Linked DNA regions of Mus musculus: all the other regions are linked to region 4. A link is a contact called in public HiChIP or PLAC-seq and promoter capture Hi-C data. All regions are on one chromosome and are shown on one strand. The core of a region is the stretch at or near the end of the contact, and the rest is flanking DNA. Distances in the headings are between cores, read along the strand shown. Region 1 has its middle 21 kb from the start of Gm27549. Region 2 holds the start of Nobox (NOBOX oogenesis homeobox). Region 3 holds the start of Trpv6 (transient receptor potential cation channel, subfamily V, member 6). Region 4 holds the start of Epha1 (Eph receptor A1). Region 5 holds the start of Arhgef5 (Rho guanine nucleotide exchange factor (GEF) 5). Region 6 has its middle 33 kb from the start of Prss2.

Evidence for each region. Promoter capture Hi-C pulls out the DNA fragments that hold promoters and counts their contacts. HiChIP or PLAC-seq counts read pairs in DNA pulled down with a chosen protein or histone mark.
Region 1: a contact with region 4 is called in an H3K27ac HiChIP or PLAC-seq map of T-cell acute lymphoblastic leukemia, with 4 times the contacts expected there. The contact joins the enhancer-like site here to the promoter of Epha1 in region 4. A contact is called at or near these places in 8 of 39 promoter capture datasets (cranial neural crest, embryonic stem cells, hematopoietic stem and progenitor cells and 5 more) and 1 of 115 datasets of contacts at active chromatin or transcription factors (T-cell acute lymphoblastic leukemia).
Region 2: a contact with region 4 is called in a FOXA1 HiChIP or PLAC-seq map of pancreatic cancer cells. The contact joins the promoter of Nobox here to the promoter of Epha1 in region 4. A contact is called at or near these places in 3 of 39 promoter capture datasets (the 3T3-L1 cell line, embryonic stem cells and hippocampal neurons), 2 of 484 Hi-C or Micro-C datasets (cerebellum and cortical neurons) and 3 of 115 datasets of contacts at active chromatin or transcription factors (embryonic stem cells, extraembryonic endoderm stem cells and pancreatic cancer cells).
Region 3: a contact with region 4 is called in a promoter capture Hi-C map of cranial neural crest. The contact joins the promoter of Trpv6 here to the promoter of Epha1 in region 4. A contact is called at or near these places in 3 of 39 promoter capture datasets (cranial neural crest, embryonic stem cells and hematopoietic stem and progenitor cells).
Region 5: a contact with region 4 is called in a promoter capture Hi-C map of embryonic stem cells, with 6 read pairs. The contact joins the promoter of Arhgef5 here to the promoter of Epha1 in region 4. A contact is called at or near these places in 5 of 39 promoter capture datasets (the 3T3-L1 cell line, embryonic stem cells and liver) and 1 of 115 datasets of contacts at active chromatin or transcription factors (pancreatic cancer cells).
Region 6: an H3K27ac HiChIP or PLAC-seq map of DN3 thymocytes shows a contact between it and region 4, with 7 times the contacts expected there. The contact joins the enhancer-like site here to the promoter of Epha1 in region 4. A contact is called at or near these places in 3 of 39 promoter capture datasets (cranial neural crest, embryonic stem cells and hematopoietic stem and progenitor cells) and 4 of 115 datasets of contacts at active chromatin or transcription factors (DN3 thymocytes, astrocytes, embryonic stem cells and 1 more).

The regions. Positions count from the first base shown.
Region 1 is chr6:41,580,208-41,583,114 of GRCm38.p6, reverse strand. No RefSeq gene overlaps it. Among named protein-coding and RNA genes, the nearest start is that of Gm27549, 21 kb to the left of the region's middle. Within about 2 kb of position 1,629, at least 16 of the 459 cell types and tissues checked have an H3K27ac peak or open chromatin away from gene starts, as enhancers often do. A contact at or near this core is called in T-cell acute lymphoblastic leukemia, where this site is marked.
Region 2 is chr6:43,308,237-43,311,244 of GRCm38.p6, reverse strand. It overlaps Nobox (NOBOX oogenesis homeobox), which reads left to right and starts at 1,691. Exons shown (of 9, transcript NM_130869.3): 1 at 1,691-1,755. The coding sequence starts at 1,719.
Region 3 is chr6:41,635,107-41,637,820 of GRCm38.p6, reverse strand. Trpv6 (transient receptor potential cation channel, subfamily V, member 6) reads left to right here and starts at 1,416. Exons shown (of 15, transcript NM_022413.4): 1 at 1,416-1,838. The coding sequence starts at 1,591.
Region 4 is chr6:42,371,512-42,374,542 of GRCm38.p6, reverse strand. It overlaps Epha1 (Eph receptor A1), which reads left to right and starts at 1,275. Exons shown (of 18, transcript NM_023580.4): 1 at 1,275-1,417; 2 at 2,301-2,368. The coding sequence starts at 1,333. The region is part of intron 2 of 2010310C07Rik (RIKEN cDNA 2010310C07 gene); the gene reads right to left.
Region 5 is chr6:43,263,875-43,266,946 of GRCm38.p6, reverse strand. It overlaps Arhgef5 (Rho guanine nucleotide exchange factor (GEF) 5), which reads right to left and starts at 1,303. Exons shown (of 15, transcript NM_133674.1): 1 at 1,204-1,303.
Region 6 is chr6:41,553,156-41,555,873 of GRCm38.p6, reverse strand. It overlaps Tcrb. Among named protein-coding and RNA genes, the nearest start is that of Prss2, 33 kb to the right of the region's middle. Within about 2 kb of position 1,318, at least 89 of the 459 cell types and tissues checked have an H3K27ac peak or open chromatin away from gene starts, as enhancers often do. A contact at or near this core is called in DN3 thymocytes, hematopoietic stem and progenitor cells and thymic regulatory T cells, where this site is marked.

The sequences.
Region 1 (2,907 bases), core at 380-2,879, 790 kb after region 4:
TCACTGAATCACTATGCTCAGAAAAAGTACCTCTGAATTCTATGAACTGAACTACATGCACTTACTGCACTGACTGCATAAACTGAATTCAACTGAGCTCCACTGCACTCACTGATCTTCCCTCCATTCTGACCCAATTTGTGCTGCTGTTAAGTAACCTCTTTTTCCTGTCCTAGGGATAGTTGAGTTTATCCAGTCTCTGACTCATTTGTCAAATCTTTCTCTGACTCATCACTTTGTCTGCTCCTCAATTAGATGTCACTTTCAAACATGGCTGCTTCTTTCTACAAACTAACCTTACCTTCACTGTTAGGAATTAAAGGTGTGAATTTAGGGCATGTCTATATTCTAGCCAGAACGATTAAAGGTGTGTCATTCTAGCCAGATCATACAGACGTAGAACTTTGGATGTGATTCCTTGCCAGAGCAGTCATATCCCTAGATTAAAAGTACTCCACACAACCTGTTAGGCTTTGTATATGAAATGACACTACCTGCTCCTCAAGTCCTCCATCCCCTGCTATCAAACTATAGGTTCATATTTTTAACATTGTTCTCCAGTGGGCAACACTATTTTGGGAGTCTGTAGGACCTTTAGAAAGTAGGGTGTAGTTGAAGGAAATAGGCCATTAGATCCAGACCTTGCTTGTCATGTTCACTGATTCTTGGTCTGTGGTGGTGTGAGGAATGTCTCTTACATACTCTCATTGACATGAACCCTGCAACCCTTTCCTTGTGTTTGTGGTTTGCAACCCTCTGAAACTGAGCCAAAACAAATTTTTATTCTGTTAGTTTGGTTATGTCATTTTACTGTGGTCCTGAAAAAAAATTACTGATTCTCTGTACCCCAAGAAATATCCAAATATAAATATATGTCACTGCTGTCCCTCCTCGTCCAGCTCCTCACTTCAGTATCAGGTTCTGTTTTTGTTTTTGTTTTGTTTTTTCCTTTCTTTTTTTCTTTCTCCTTTCAACACTGGGATTATTCAAAGCCTTGTTCTATCATGACCAATGTATGGTTTGAAGCAAAAAAAAAAAAAAAAAAAAAAAGAAAGAAAGAAAGAAAGAAAGAAAGTCTTATCATGTTTTAGAGTCATTGTTTTCACTGATAAATGCAGTGAATTGCTCTCCATGAACTGAAGGACATCCACGGTGGCAAACAATGTGTCTGCGCTCTCACATGGGGTAGAAATAACCATGAAACCATAATTCCCTACACTCAGCTGAAGAGAGATGTTGCATGATGCAATAATTCAAAGGTTCTTAAATGATGGCATTTTTTAAAAATTTAGATTTAAAACAATATAATTTCTTTTGCCAAGAGCTGTGTCCTTCTGCTTGCAGGCTCTACTGAAGAGTCCTCACACCTTTGGTGTGTTTTTATCATCACTTGTCTGACTGTGTCTGTCCTTTTGGCCTGTGATAGGAACTGGCTTCCTTTGGCTGGCTCTGTACCTCCAGTGCCCCTACTCCCCAAGGCTAGCTCTTTATTCCCCCAAGCTTTTCTCTCTGCTCCCTCAGCCTGGCTCCCTGCTCCCTGACTCTGCTTTCTACCCTCTGGATTATGATCAGGCAGACTGACAGCAGCTGCTTCCTATTTTTCCCCCCTCCTTCGCCCATGTTTGAACTACTCAGATCTCATTTCATCCTACTGCGCATGTTTCGGGGCCACCGGCTTCTCTCTTTATCTGCGTTTAATGTCATGCCATTCTGCTCCTGTCTCAGAAGCTGCTTGTTTCCGTACAGGCTTTGTTGCCCTCTCTGTTTGCTGTCCTATCTCTATAGCCGATCTAACAGTTTCAAATGATACTACCTACACATAGGGAAAGTATCTTTTAATTCCCTCTCCCTTGGTTTTACACTGCATTGATTTTTTTTTTTCTTCTCCTGAAGACTCTAGGCCAGCTGTCATGTAACAATGGTTCTTCAAACTTGGTCTTTTGATCCTTTCCTTTTCTCAGATGTGGGCATTGTTAGGAGGGAATAAGAATGTTCATCTGGTTTGGCTTTTGTGCAGCTTTCTGCTTTCTCTCTGCTGCTGATGAAAATATTTCTGGTTTGTAATCGTTTCTTCTTTAAAAATTACAGCACTCTTAAATCTAGATCATACTAGGGTGTTTGGTTTGTTTTTCCAGAATAGGAGTTTTAAGGTCCATGAAGAATGCCTTTCTGTCCTCCTTTCTTCTCTCTCTCCCTCTCTCTCTTTGTGTGTGTGTGCACGCACTTGCGTGTCTCTGTGTGTCTCTCTTTTCTCTCTCTCCTTCCCTCCCTTTTCCCTCTTCCTCTCTCTCCTTTTCCTCTCTCCCTCTCTCTCCTCTCTTCTCTTTCTGGACAGAAGCTATCTAGAAAGGCTATGGCAAGCATGTTTTCTGGAGATGGCCCACCATTTTACATGGCTGAGATGGATGCACTCTGGAGAGGCAAAACCCCAAAGACTTTGTCCCAGGATTACTTCTTGCTGATATGCCTTTCCTGCCAACTATCACATAGCTTAATGATTCCTGGACATCAGCCCACCCTATTGGGCAAATTTCCTGTAGATCAACGTGAAGATGAACTTTCATGAATTAATGCTGTTTATATGAATTAATGATTTCATAGAATTCCTAACTCAAATAATATAATTTTAGGAAAAAAGTTTAGGGAGATGGATTTAGTTGTTTTGCCAGAAAGATGTAATAAAGTTAGAATCAAGAATAGAATGTGCCCCCTCCTCATAGCATAGCTAAGTAAAGACTGCATAATAAAGAGTAAAATAAGCTTTCATAAATTGCACTAAGAAGAGAAAAAGGCTTTGTGATCAAGGAAAAACATTCATTCTAGGTCAAGTCCAAGGATGAACCCACAGATGTGCACTATGGTAAAGCAAGACTATGTGAAAGAGTTGCTATTAACTTTTAATGAGCT
Region 2 (3,008 bases), core at 442-2,941, 940 kb before region 4:
CTGCAAGGTGCATTTTAAACAAATTCATTACAAAATCCTAGTCTATGGCTGGGTATCAGAATAATTCCAAAACCATTCGATCAACGTGCTCTGAACACCTGGGTGTGGAACACAGAGAGTCAGCCTCAAGAAGGCCCTTACATCAAGGTTGAGGCCTTGCGTGCTGTGTGGATTTTTAGGTAGGCTGTGACATGGTAAGCCACACAGCTTCAGCAAAGGGGTCAGCACTTCTAAGAAGTGGTTCCTGCTGCTCCAGGTCCCCTTGCCTGCCCCCTACTCAATGGACAGTGACCATATAGTACTGACATGGCCCATTCCACTGAGCTACTGTCAGAATCTGTGACTTCCAATAAGCTGCTGTGGGGAAGGCAGGCATTTCCCCCCCCCCTCCGCCCTAGTTTCTGGTACACAGTAGTTGTCCTTTAAATGATTACACTAGAAAACCATAATGTTCCAGCCACAACCAAATGATGCTGGGTTTCCCATAGAGAACAGCTTCACTGGGCCCACACCCTGCTGGCCTTACAGAACGCTGCAGATATTCTAGCCCAGAAACTGGATTTTGAGCCTAAAATTCTCTTTAAAGAGTTGGGGGGTGGGGGGTGGGGGTGGCTCATGCCATCGTCCTAAGACTATGGGGTCAAGGGATACCTTTCAGGAGTTGGTTCTCTCCAACATTTCACTGGGGGCTGAACTCAGGTTTGTAAAACAAGCGCATTTTTTTTTTTTTAATTTTTACCACCGAGCCATCTCACTGGCCTTTAGTTAATTTAGAGCTTTATGTTGCAGAAATAACTAAGACTCCTACTCCTGTCAGAAGTCTCTCAAAAATGATCTTTAGACACAGGAAAATGTCCCGGTAGCTGATTGTTTAATATGGCAGGAAAAAAATGCCTGGTGTCCAGAACCTTGGAAGTAACTAAAATCAAAACACGTGAGCCCGGGTTAGAAGCGGCTCTTCCTCCCCCAGCTTGCCGCAGCTGTTTCAATCTGGCCAACACTCACATTCCTCACCCCCCTCCCACTCCACTCCGGTTGAAGAAGAAGTAAGAACTGTATAATTTTGCTATCTTTTTTCCTAACAGAAATAAACATTCCATGAACCAGGAGTCTCTCTTATCCTGGTTCAATATCCAGAAAGCTGATATTCAATGGGCAAGCCTAATAAGAAAACCTGGACTCGCTTGAACCTCGTCTATACTTGCAAACTTGTGCGGGATCCGAGAGGTTTAGTCTCCTCCAGGCCTGGGGTACTTTCAACTCCATTCCTGTCTTTGCCCCTGGATCTGTATGTTAAGGCTACTCAAGTCAGTTAGGACTTTGAGGCACAAGAATCCTTGAAGCAAGCAGTAGCTAGGACAGGCTCATATTCAAGGGTCAAGAGGGGAGCCACAACCATGTCCGTTCACTGCGTGCTAGGATGTGGGTTAGCCTGGGATCCCCCCTTCCATTGCTGTTCTGCTCCTGCCCCGACTTTGGGGAGGTGTCTTTGACCAGTATCTGGTACCCTTGGCTCACAGGGAACTGCAGGATGGCTCTCCCAGCCCCCACCCCAGGTGTGCGGTGCCTCGCCCTGGGGGTGGAGTTGGGGGGCGCCAGCTCCGCTGCGGCTGCGCTGCATGACCTGTGCAGACTCCACACACCTGGCCACCCCACGGACTTCATTAAAGCCGCGCGCCTGTGGTACCAGGGCGAGCTCAGGAGAGGGAGCCTGGGCCATGGAACCTACGGAGAAGCTCTGCAAGAAAATGCAGGGTGAGCACCCATTGGGGATTGGCCTTAGTGAGGACGGTTTGCTGAGCCTGTGAGGGCTGCTGCTCACTGGGCCAGCCTCGAGAGCATGTTTAGGTCTGTGGGTAATGGGAAAGGGGGGTCACCTAACCACATCCTTCTGGTGAGGGATCATCTCCGGTGTGCTGGGGATAAAGAACCGCTCTAACCTAGCTTCTCCCACTCTTCGCCCCTTTCACTACGGTACATTAGTGGAATAAGGTCCATGTTTGTGGAGTGCCTACTCCGTACCATGCTTATTACTGTGCTACATGTTAATCACCGTTATGAAACTTTTTGTTTGTTTGTTTGTTTGTTTGTTTGTTTGTTTTTTGAGACAGGGTTTCTCTGTATAGCCCTGGCTGTCCTGGAACTCACTTTGTAGACCGCCTGCCTCTGCCTCCCAAGTGCTGGGATTAAAGGTGTTTGTCCCAGCGACCCTTGACACCATTACTGCCTTCACCCTCTGGTTGCACCCCGCCTCCACCTCTCTGACAGGGTTCTACGGTGTATATAGAATCATCTGGAAAAGGCGCCTGGGCCAGGACTTGCCCCCAGCTTTATCTATTATTAGAAAGTTTTTTTAGAGGTATAGTCAAAGGCTTCAGTTACCGTTTACTTACACAGTTTCTGGTTTCGTTGGAAATGACAGCAACTCCCTGAGGTGAATTTTCTTTTGTGATAAGTACTTGAAGTAACTAGGAGAAGCGTTTGGATTCCAGGAGGTGGCTGAGAGTAGACTGAGCCCCTGGACCGAATCCCTGTGTGATCTTGGGTTGATTATTTAAAGCCTACCCGCATTTCTTCACCTAGGGGGAAGTACATGGGGGTGAGGGGGAGGTCAAATGGGTTCTGTGCTCCACTGCAAGCCCATCTCTAAGAGTTGCCTAAGCGGCGGGGAGGGCGAGCTTCGCAGCTGGTTGGAGGGTTTTTTCCTTCCAGATGAGGGCTTCCTCACCTGCAGAAGAGTGGGACTGGGCGGAAGGAAGGAGAGGAGGGAGGAACCAGAACACGTGGATTGAGGGCTAGGAGGGGGAAAGGATTGGGGAAGGTAAAGCCTCCATCATTCATTCATGTGATTCCCCCTCTGATGGCCTCTGCCGCTCGTGCCTGGGCTCTGGAAGATCCAGGGCCCTGCTTTATCTCCTCTGCAACCCACAGTGCCTTGCTTCCCTTCTGAAACCAGGGCTAGTCTGAGGAAAGCCAGGATGGCAGTCTGCCTGCTTCTCTCTTCCTAT
Region 3 (2,714 bases), core at 167-2,666, 740 kb after region 4:
TACAAGAAGCACCACAAACAGATCAAAGGTGCATATAAAATATACATACCATATGTCAAACACATGTTGTATACACAATATAGCACCCAGAGCACAGGCATATCACACACACACACACACACACACACACACACACACACACATATTGAGCCTTCCTGATCTTTGAATCAGACATAGAAAACAACAAGCTGAAGCTGGAGAGTGACATACAGACACCTGTGACTTCAACAGCCATCTGCCATCCCAGATAATTGAGCCCCCTGGGAGGCAGAAGAATTTTGAATGAGGCAGAGGTTCTTCCACATAAGGCAAATAAGCCAGATTTATCTGCAGGTTGGCCCCTGCTGCAGTTCAATGCTGCTGCTGCTCCTGCTGCTGCGACCCAGGATGCCTGTGACTTTGTCTGTGGAAGTCTTAACTCTGGCAGAAATCATTTTGCCTATTAGCGTGAGTGCATGAAAAAGCCTAAACAGGGCAGACTACAGAGCACCAGGTGAGTTTGGGTTTCACTTCTCACTTCTCAGACCTCAAGGATTCGCTCTAGCACTTGGAACCTCTATTATCTCCATGGGCAAAATATGAATAGTAACTGCCTTATAGGTTCCACGTGAGTTTGTGGAGACACACTCAATTGTTGCGCCTAGTGCCAGTGGCAATGACCCAATGTCTTTATGGGGAGGTTGCTAGATAAAATGCTCTAGAGCATATAAAATATTTATATTTATTGAAAAAAATTATCTAGGCATTCTTATAGCTTTAATTTCCAGACAAAGTTTCCCTGTGTAGCACAGGCTGCCCTCCAACTTTCCATTTTCTGCATCTACATATACAGGGCTGGAATTACAGGTTGGTGCCACCTCACTGGGACCAACCTGTGTCTTATTTGGTAACCCACCTACCCCTAGAAAAATCCCAATCTTCCACCACTAGATTTTATACCCTGACTCACTAGCTTGGGGATGGATATTACATCATTAAATGGTGATAATGGAGACCACCCACAGCCAAAGAGAAAAGACTATACTGGGTTTATAATGCCTAAAATACTTACATGTAGTGTCTGGTACTTTACAGAAACCAGTGCTAACTCAAAGTGGGTGAGATTTTTGCTATTTATATATTTGTTCAGGGCCAGGTGAGACATTTAACCCTGAGAGTCAAGAGAACTTAAAACCCAGACCTTCAGTAAAAACAGACAGAAGTTCCTCCATCCTGCAATGAGCCTGACCTGTCCCAGCCTTCCTAGAAAAAGGTCACTGGGTATCCCAAAGTCCAGGGGCCAGCTCTTTAATCTCTTTGAAGACCTAAGAACAGGGGAAGAGTTCCAGGGTGGAGAGAGTTGCAGCTGACGCATGGTCTCAGTAGGCAGGACTTTGGGGCCTGTCTCTTTAAATCTCAGGTAATTTGGGAGGAGGGAGGGAGTGCCCACATAGCTCCTGCTCACTCCCAACAGGAGCTCCAGAGACACAAGCCCAGCAGATTTCCAGCCCGGCCAAGAGGAACAAAGCAGGAGCCCTCTTCAGGCTCCTAGGGGCAGCCACGGGAAGCCTCAGCAGCTCCACAGGTGAAGTAGGAGACAGAAGACAGGAGACGGGACCTCTACAGAGAGAGGACAGGCCGGCTCTTGGGGGTGCCAATGTGGCCCCAGGGTCGAGCCCAGTTGGGGTCTGGCATCAGCCTCAGCCCCCCAAGGAACCAGCCTTCCACCCCATGGGGTGGTCCCTGCCCAAGGAGAAGGGGTTAATACTCTGCCTATGGAACAAGTTCTGCAGATGGTTCCACAGACAAGAGTCCTGGGCTCAGAGCCGAGACGAGCAGAACCTGCTGCAGCAGAAGAGGTAAGTTTGCCATCTGCTTCTGCGTCTTCTACCTCTGCAGCAGCAGGGCTTACACCCCACCCCTCCTGGCTTGCTTGAGTCTTCTCTTAGCACCCTGTCTGGACAGTTTGTGCCCCTTGTTAGCACCGTCTCCTGAGCCTTAGCCTGTGAGCCTAGCTGGCCAGAATGTCAGGTGGGAAGTTGCCTGGGCACAGTTGTTAGTTTCCCTTAAGGTACCATTCATTTCTGCAGGATTCCTGTGAGTACTTCCCCAGTAGCCAGGCATCTCACTACCCCCTTGTAAGCTATCTCCCCAAAAGGTGATGGTGGCAGCGTAATATCTTATGTATCTCTACTCCATGCCCCTACAGCAGACTATAACAGAAACACATTTTATATAGAAGCATGCATGTGGAAATGAATGAGTGACTGAATAAATAAAGAGGTAAGAAAAGATGGCAAAAAATATGAAAATACATATCATTCCTGTGCATCTGTCTCAGCTACTTGAGTTTAAAGAACCAACAATGCTCGGTTGCAGCCTGGAGTGTCTTCCCCCTCTATTCATGGGTTGGCATGGACTCCTGGGCTCAATGCCAAAGATGCTCACCATGCTATCTTTCAGGCTAGGGGGACTGGGAGAGAGTCTGGAGTTTAAGCCCTTAGAAAATCTCCTATTTTGATTCTATCTGCTAAAAGTAGACTTCCTTCTATTTACTTGGTAGCCACTCCTGACTCATGGCATCTTAGAGTTGGCTTTGAGAGCAGGAAAATGGATGATCCACTGGATCTTGGGCCCAACCTGTGAGCACTCTTCTCTCTGACATTGCCATTGGGGTTCCACATCCATTTGGTGACATGCTAAAAGGAAGTCCTGCTTTTGTGGCTTCCCTCCAA
Region 4 (3,031 bases), core at 26-2,525:
CCCATTGAACATGGTTTTTCCAATGACTATTATATATTACATTTACTTATTTATGTCAACAAGAGTAGGGTAGGTCAAGAAATTAGGGATCATATTTATCTACCAATACTTATATATTTTTTTAAAATGGAAAATAAGAAGAAGCATTAATTCTAATAGTATCTACGATCTACCACTTCCCCTCCAGTACAATGACCAAAATATGCAACAATTTAAATGGTAAAAAGATATGCGTGAGTCATATTAATGGGGTGAAGCCAGAAAAGGATGAAAAAGAGGGGCCCCAGGGACTGGAGCCATGAGTGGCTGCATAGCTCACACTGCTAGCCTGTTTTCATCTCTTTGGGGTTCCGCCCTGCTTACCTTATAGTCATCTGTGTGCTGACTTCAGCTCCCCCTACCCCCTAGCCCTCTTCAGACAAGTAATTTGTTTAGGATAAGTACTTTACTGTCTCTGAGCTTAAAACACATACATAGTGAAAGCTGAACAGACATCTATTAAGTAGGATGGGAGGCAGTCCCAAAGAGAGAGCCCAGAGCTGCCACCTCTTCACTAAAACTGTACTGGAAATGCTCCCCAGGTCCCCGTGTCTGCACCGTGGGTATAAGGCAAAGTTCAAACTCCTCCTCCTGTTTACCAAAACCTTCCCGGTTCTGGTCCACACCTGTCTTTCTGCCCTGGCTCCCAAGACAAATGCTGTGCCCCAGCAGTCAAACTGGTCCATGTACCACTCCCTGAGCACACCTTGAGGCTCCCTGCCTGCAGGCCTTTCTCAATCTCAATCTTTCTCTGCCACTAAACACCCTGGTCACGCCAGCTTCCCCCCCCCCCCCCCCTGAGGATTACTCCTGACTTTGTTAAGGATTGTACCAATTTGCATGGTTGTCATCGAAGCCGAACAGGATGAAGGAATGTCTCCCACTCCTAAATTTCCAAGTGAGCATGACAAGTCTCGAGTCCACAGAAAAGAAAGGGAGTAAAACGGAGATCTTTTTTAAGTCAAGCTGAATTCGATTGAAAGCTGGATCAAAACTGGGTTGGGTTTAGGATACATTTAAGAATGTCTGTCTAGTCAATTCCTAGCAACACCCACTAGGCGGCGCCTTCAGTCTCATTCCAACCAAGACGCCTCCAGGTTTTAAAGTTTATTACCTGTCTAACAAGTTTCCTTCCTGTCCTCCTGTCCCTTTAAGAAGGTGAACCAGGTGAGGCTGAGGCCCCGCCCCTCATCTGGCCCCGCCCTCCGCCCCCGCCTAGCCGGCCTGGATCGCCCAGTCCCTCGCGACCTGGCCCAGCCGTAGGGGCCGTGGTCCCAGGTCCCGGCCGGCGCCATGGAGCGGCGCTGGCCCCTGGGGCTTGCATTGCTGCTGCTGCTGCTCTGCGCCCCGCTGCCCCCGGGGGCGCGCGCCGAGGAAGGTACCGACCCCCGCCCTCTCCCTTTCCCGGCTGACGGGCAGCAGCCTGCAAGAGCCGGCATTCCTGAGGAGGCCCTCTTCCCCGAGCCCCACTACTTCTCCCTGGCTTCTCCCCAGTAGCGGGAAGATCGATTGGCCAGGCCAATCTTTGGTCTTTAACCCCAGACTCCTGCCCACGGGATCAGTCACCCCTACTCTGTTGGCCAGCACTATTTGCTGCGGTTGGAGAGGGAGTTCCTGACCACAGCCAGGAAGCTGCATTCCTACTGCAGCATCATGGGACCCTCCAAATGCCCACCCCTGACTTTGCAGCAGCACTCAGAAGTCTGAGGCGGAAAGCCTCCTTCTGCCAGCCTAACCGGAGCACAAATAATCCTCCAGTGGTGGAAGGATTAGAACTTTTGGGATTGCTAGGTGTAGGGGTCCAATCTTCCACCTAAAGTTTTGCACACTCTGTCCATGCCCCTCCCACTTCCCAAAATCATAGCTTCACCTAAGGCCCCACCTCCTCTACCCTCACCTACCAGAGCAGGCCACTGACAACTGGAGTCAAAATCCAGCAGGATCCCCCTGCCAGGGTCCCACTCAGGACTACAAAGGCTTAGCTTCCCTGACGTCCGCCCACGGCATCCTTGCAGATGTTCTCCAGGGCTCCGTGGGTGCCACGTCTGGGGTTGCTCTTCCAACGCTTGCCGTCCTGACTCTGGTTCAGGCACCAGTCCCCCAGCCCTTGCCCCACTCTGCCTTTCTCCTCTGCCTCAGGATGTCACACTGTTAGGAAGACGTTCTGGGCAGCCTCGGACTGGGGAGTCCCAGAATACCCAGTGTAGGGAGTTGGGTACCACCACCCCAGGGATGACATCGTTCTTTTCTCCCCCATTCAGTCACTCTAATGGACACAAGCACAGCACAAGGAGAGCTGGGCTGGCTTCTGGATCCCCCAGAGACTGGGGTAAGTATTTGAAGGACCTGGGAAAGTTCAAGTTTGAAGGCCAGTGGGAAATGGGGTGGAGAGGTGGGTGGAGGAACAGAAAAGAGCAGGAAAAACTGGAAGTGTCTCCTCAAAGAGGGGGAGGGGAGCTGAGTCAGAGGCTCCTGAATGGTACTCCTAGGGAGCTGGGGGGTGTCAAACTCCACTCAGTGGGACTATCGCTACTCCCTCACCCTCCTACCATAGGGTTGGGGGTGGGGGTATGAGCTCTCGACTCCCAGGGAGAGTATGCCTATGCTAAGGAAGGCTGGATGAGAGCTGAGACACCTGGAAAGCATGCCCCAGTCTCAGCTCCGTTCCTTACAGTGGAGTTATGTGGATGGTTTTCTGAACATTAGAGAACTCCATAAAAGGGTAAATGATGGATGGATTTTTTTTTTCTTTCTGAAGAAGAGAGCCAAAACTTTCATCTAAGTCTTCAAAGGTATTTTGACTCCCTCAAACTTAAAAGCTGCGCCCCTCCATGGGCCCTGCACACTCTCCATCCCTCCCAGGCAGGCTCCACAAACACCATGGATTCCAGCTGTTTGAGAAAGAGAAAGGGAAAAAAAAAAAAAAAAACAGCTCCAAGTTGCTAACTTCCTTAGGTGTGGTGTCACTGAGACCCAGTGAGCAGAGGTGGAC
Region 5 (3,072 bases), core at 54-2,553, 890 kb before region 4:
CAATGCTTACATCTCTCTTTTACCACAAACTTAGAATTTAGAAGCTGTCTGTCCTCTACTCAGCCTCCCCCTTGTCCCCTCCAAGTCCTTTTAAGGTCCATGGGTTCTGTCTTAGACCCGAGGACTGGTTAACAAATGATGACTGTTTTGATAGAGCCAGAAGCTTGCATACCCCAGGTGTAGATAAAGCAGGAAGTGTGGGAAGAGGCCACACTGGGGGCTGTTTCTCTGGGACTTGGTGCTTTTGAAGTAAAGCTGAGAGCACAGTGGGAGAGCAAGGGAGGAAGGAAGCTGAAAGGAAAACCACCCTCTCAACTCTCCAGTTTGGTGTGCCCTTCCCCCTCAGTCTGACACAGCGCTGGCCAGAGTTCACTGCTAGGCCGACAGGAGGACAAGATTGTCCAGAGAACCCAAGATCCAGGAAAGGGGGAGGGGAAGAAGACTTGAAAACTGAGGCTCTAGGGCTAGCTCTCCCGGATCAGTTCTGGAAAAAGGCATTTATAGAAGATGCCCCAAACTAGGGCTCTGAAAATGGGCTACCGCACCGCGATATTCCGAATAGCTCTCTTACACGTTCCTTAGAACCTTGTGCCGAGGCCAACAAGAAACTCCCTATACACAGGTAAATGGGGGAGAGGGAACTCAGGGCAAGGATCCCTGATTCAGATTTCAGAGCCTTAGTTAACAGCGGAGAGAGAGGTGTGTACATAGATTCACACATACGTAGGCATGTAAATGCCGCGAAGATAACGAAGCAAGGCCCAGGCCTGGTTACAAAAGAAAAAAAAAAGACACTTCCAGGTAAGGAACCGTCTAGAAACTGAATCTCAAGAATTCTTTATCATAGGAGTTAGCTTTCCCCAGGGCCCCGACTTTCCGGGTGGAAAAAAGTTCTGATTATTGGCCCGGGAACATTGCGGGGCAGGGTGCCCATTTCCAAGGCTCAGACCTGGTTGGAAAGCAAAGTTTGCCAGGAGGCCATTCCTTCCAGCTCCCTTCCCGGTCCCGACCAGGTACTCAGCCCCTCACTCGGAGCCCGGCCCACTGGCCCAGCCCCCCATTTCCGGAGTCTGCGCCCCGGGACCTGGCCGGGACTGGTCCCGGGGGAGGCCTAGTTCTCTCTTCTTTCCCGCCCCTGCCTTACCTCCACCCGGCTCCACGACCACCCAGAGTCCGGGGCTCAGAAGAGAAGAGAGCACCCACCTGGTCGGAGTCACATGCTGCCCCGGGCTGGCCCGAGAGTCCCCTCCAGGTCCGGGCGCCCGCCGCGGTCCCCAGCCAGGCCAGGCCGCCCCGGCGCCCCACCCGCGGCCCGCCCCTGCCGCCGGACGGGAGGGAGGGACCGGCTTCTCCCAAGGAAGTTTCAGGTGAGGAAACAGGGACACACCTTCCCGGGGGAGGGGCAGCTCCGGGCAGAGCTGGGAAGAGCGAGCTCCGCGGGATTGAGCTCTACCCACAGCACCGGCAGGCCGTGGCCGTCCAGGGGCAGAACCCAGGCAGGAGTCACCAAGGAGCCGCAGGAGAGAACTGGGCACGGGACTCGCCGGTGTCCGGCGTGGCCCTAGACTCCCCTGCGTGTCTCTTCCTCCGTGGGTCCTCGTCAGGTCTCCAACTGAGGCTCATCCGGACCCGGCTGACTTTCTGCCCCTCGATGTTTCCGAACATCTGAGATTTGGGATTGTCAGCGTGTTTCTTTACTTGGTGTTTGCCATAAGATAAAGGGTTCTTGCACAAGTTCTTCTGTTCCTGTCTGTATGCTTCTCTATCTCTTGTCTCTCCCTCTCTACCCCCCTCTCTCCTTCCCATGTTCCTCTCTCTCTTCACTGGGTGCATGTGAAACATTCTTATGTCTTTTCTGTAGATAGCCTCTGTTTGCCACCATGTTCCAGAGTTCATTTTAAGATCTTATGTCTCAGTTTGTATGACCCTCCTCTGTTCTTTCCAGTATTCGGAGAGAGAATACACACACACACACACACACACACACACACACACACACACACACCTTTACCTAATGACAGGAACTTTGGATGTTCTGTCCACAGGCTCCCTCCCCAAACCCATTCCTGGCTCTGGGGGGTACCATAATGACTTTTTCCCCAGGAGAATTAACAGGCTCTTTGGCTGTTTTTCTTTTAGGAATGCTGTGGCCCACAACTGCAATCAGCTTTTGTGGGTAGACTGTCCCCTGATCCCTGTGTCCACCGCTGCTGCACTGGCCCTGGCAGAAGAGGCTAAGCAGTTGTTTGGAAGGCCCTGCAGAATCAAACATGACCAAGGGAGAAAGGCCTCCTCTCTGATAGTCCCGAAGCAATGCAGTGTTCAAAAAATGCCCTAGTTCCGTCATGCTCTTTTGGAGGATTAAACTTTAAAGAGTTTAGCTAGCTTAGACACACTCATAATTGCAGTGAAGTATACAGGAAATAATAAGAAATGCCAAGTCTAGGATTCGGCCATATAAGGGCAGGCCAGCATGCTTCATAAACCCAGCAAGGGCATAGAACAAGGAGTGAAGAGAATCTGAAAATTAAAGCTGGTCAAAAAGTTCCTTCTAGACTGGGAGAGAAACCCTAAGGACTCAGAAAGTCCTGATCTCTAGTGGGTGAACACATTTTGTTAACCTCTGCTGCAGAAGTTGCTGGTGTCTGTCAGCACTCCTGCTTGGGCACAGCTAGTGTGGACAGGGAGCTGGGCATTCTCATTGCTGCCCTTGGCTCTCCTCAGTGAAAGCTCACTTTCCCTTTTCTCTTCATCTGGCTCTCACAGCCTGACCTCCTGGTGTGTGCTGATTCTGAGCTGGCAACATTGTTGCTCTTTAAGTCTCTATCCTCTTTGCTCTGATCTCCAGCTCTTTTCACTAGTTAAACAGGGAAATAAATGTTCGCCAGGTAGTAAGATGTAGAAAAGTTGAAGTGATTTCTTAGGCAGTTTGCTTCTTCTTGACCCTGCCCCTATCTTCGGGGTATTCATGAATATTCAATATATAAGACTACTCTAGCTCTCCTCACCATGCAGACTGAGTTTCATTATTTATCTTTTTTTTTTTTTTTTTAACATTACTTGGTGCCTGGA
Region 6 (2,718 bases), core at 69-2,568, 820 kb after region 4:
GTACATTAAAAGGAGAAACGATTTTTAGCTAGATTTAATACAATTAAGTTCCAAATGAGAGGATTGTTTGAATAGAAACACAGAAATCTCAGCGTCTTTAAAGTCTTGGAAACAGCAAATGAGAAAAAGAAAATCCTAGTGATGGCTAAGGATAATGTAGCACACAAGAAGAGGCTGTTTAAGGAGAGTCCTGAAAACCATGTATACACACTAGAGCAAGTCATTATCCTGCATTTAGTTATCTGCCTCTATTTATGCATAAAGATTCTGCTGCCATAACTGTTTCAATTGTACCCAAAGGTCAAAACCTCAGTCATTATAACTAGGGAAAACAGGAAAACACTTCAGGATGGCATATCCTAATAGTAGGTGCTACCTGCTGCCAACATCAATGTCATGGTTCCTGGTTAAATGTGGCTTCTTTTCTAGGAGATCTGTAAGGATGCTGATTTTGACTTTGACTTTATAAATGTGTCACAATAACTATCCCTAAGGATATCATTGCCTGATTTTCACACACAGGCTGCTGAGGACCACAGAAGTTAGAGAAACTCCCCTCAAGGATCTAAGCCATAATGGGATTGACTGGGGCCCCTTGACTGCTTCTAGAAGGTAGAAAAAGGCCCAGCCTTAGGAAGGCTGGGCTACTTCATATGATTTTTTAAAGATTATATGATTTAGTTGAGTGTGTGATGGATAGAGCAGGATTGGCTTGTATATTTTGCGAGTTCCCACTTCCTCATTTGAGAGTTTCTGGAGGTCTGGTTTTCCATTCTTTCCTGTGTTGTGTGTAGACGTTTCCCTCATCTTACCCACATGAGGCAGGAAATACAAAGCACATTCACTTTACAGCCCTTACTCACAGAGGATACACCCCAGCGAAAGCCAGCCAATGAATGCAGGACAGACAGACCATCTATTTTTCATTCGGTTTATTATTTAGACTCTGTTCCTGTGACTCATTACATGAATGGGCTCTCATTACATTAGTTGAAGGAAATGGAGGATACTTGTGAAGAGAGGGTGACTGGAGTTGGGGTTAAGTGGAAAGAGAAGTGGGAAGAGCGGTGATGTGGGAGCCATGGGAACCCTAATGAGGTCAGAGCTGTTATTGCACCTGTCTCCATGGTGCATACTGAAGGCTTCTGTTTCCTGTGTGACTTCTAACAGATGTAAGATAGTTTAGATGGGGGGCTTGAGATGAGATATATGGGTTCCCCTTTAGAGACCCTCCTCTTGGTTGTTCTCACTGTCACGGTGATAGCTAGAGGCTGAGGTAGAAAGGGCTGCATGAGAAGGGTTTGAAGACAGGATGTGGCAAGTGTGGTTCCCAAAATGCTCAGAATGTGAGTGAGTGGGGGAGCATTCACAGGCACCCCAGATGTAGGACCTGGTAAATGTCAAACCACATCCTGTTGTGACTCCTGGAGATGGAGCTATGGCAGGTGGCCATTCTTACTTGGTGCTGATGTTACTTACAGATAAACAGCCAGACCTGGGGTGAGATGCTTCCACCCCTTCCCCCATTGTCTTCAGGAACCGAAAAGTCCCAGGAATGCATCTCTTCACTTGCTGATGTTTGATGAAAAACAGTTCTTCTTAAGATTATTTTTTTTATCATGTTCCTATATCTCTTTGCTGGAATCGGTCAGGGAAACAAGTATTAAGGGTCCTACTGTGCCTGGTTAACTATGGGACTCAAGATCAGCACTGTCCCTTTGCAGGTCAGATGCCTTGTAAGATATATCACAATGTGTGTGTCTGGAGCTGGGAAGGACTTAGATTTCCCCACTTACCATTCTGTCAGTGCTACAAGGCCTGCAGAATTTTCATCAACAAACCACTAAGTAGGGTCTGAGGCTCCTTATGGAGCACCTTGGTTCACAGGAATTGAAGGGATCTGGAAAGCTGGAGATGGTAAATGCATTCTGCAGCTGGGGAGAGAGGAGGGGGAAGAACTGATTCTCTGAGTTTTAGCAGATCCTGGACTCCAGGCAGAGTTTGGAGAACATGTGCTCCATATCGAGCTGAGATCTTGCTGTGATTTTGTGAATCACTTGTATAAGATTAAATAAGGCGACATGATCCCATCTGAGAGAGTGTGAGGATAGAGGGATAAATATAATGGACTACAGAATTAGAATCTTGTTGAGACTTGGTAAGTTTGGAAGAAGCACTAAAGAAATAAATGCAAGAGAACCGAAGTACATTTTGGTCTCCTGCACATCCTCACAGATAGAAAAGCAACAATTTGCACACACAGAGGGGGTACATGGCTCAGATGCAGCACATGTGTGAAAGAACTAGAGTTTTGAGTCCCAAGTGATCTCTGAGTCAACGGCAGGATGTAGACATACAAAGGTAAAAAGTCGCCCCACCCAAATGATACCTAACACATCAAAAACAAGGGGTATAACTAACTCCCTCTTTACTCTATGTAGGTCAGAACCCACCTGGTGCTGAGTTTTTTTTTTTTCTGAATACAGTGCTTTCAGAATGATAGAAGGATAAAAGTGAGCTGAAATGTTTTTATAAGAAAGTAACTGATCCACTAGGAGAAAGAAATGCTCAGAACTGTACATTTGAGGGAATGAGAGAGAGAGAGAGAGAGAGAGAGAGAGAGAGAGAGAGAGAGAGAGAGAGGGAGGGAGAGAGAGAGAGAGAGAGAGAGAGAGAGAGAGAGAGAGAGAGAGAGAGAGAGAGAGAACTGGAAGTGAA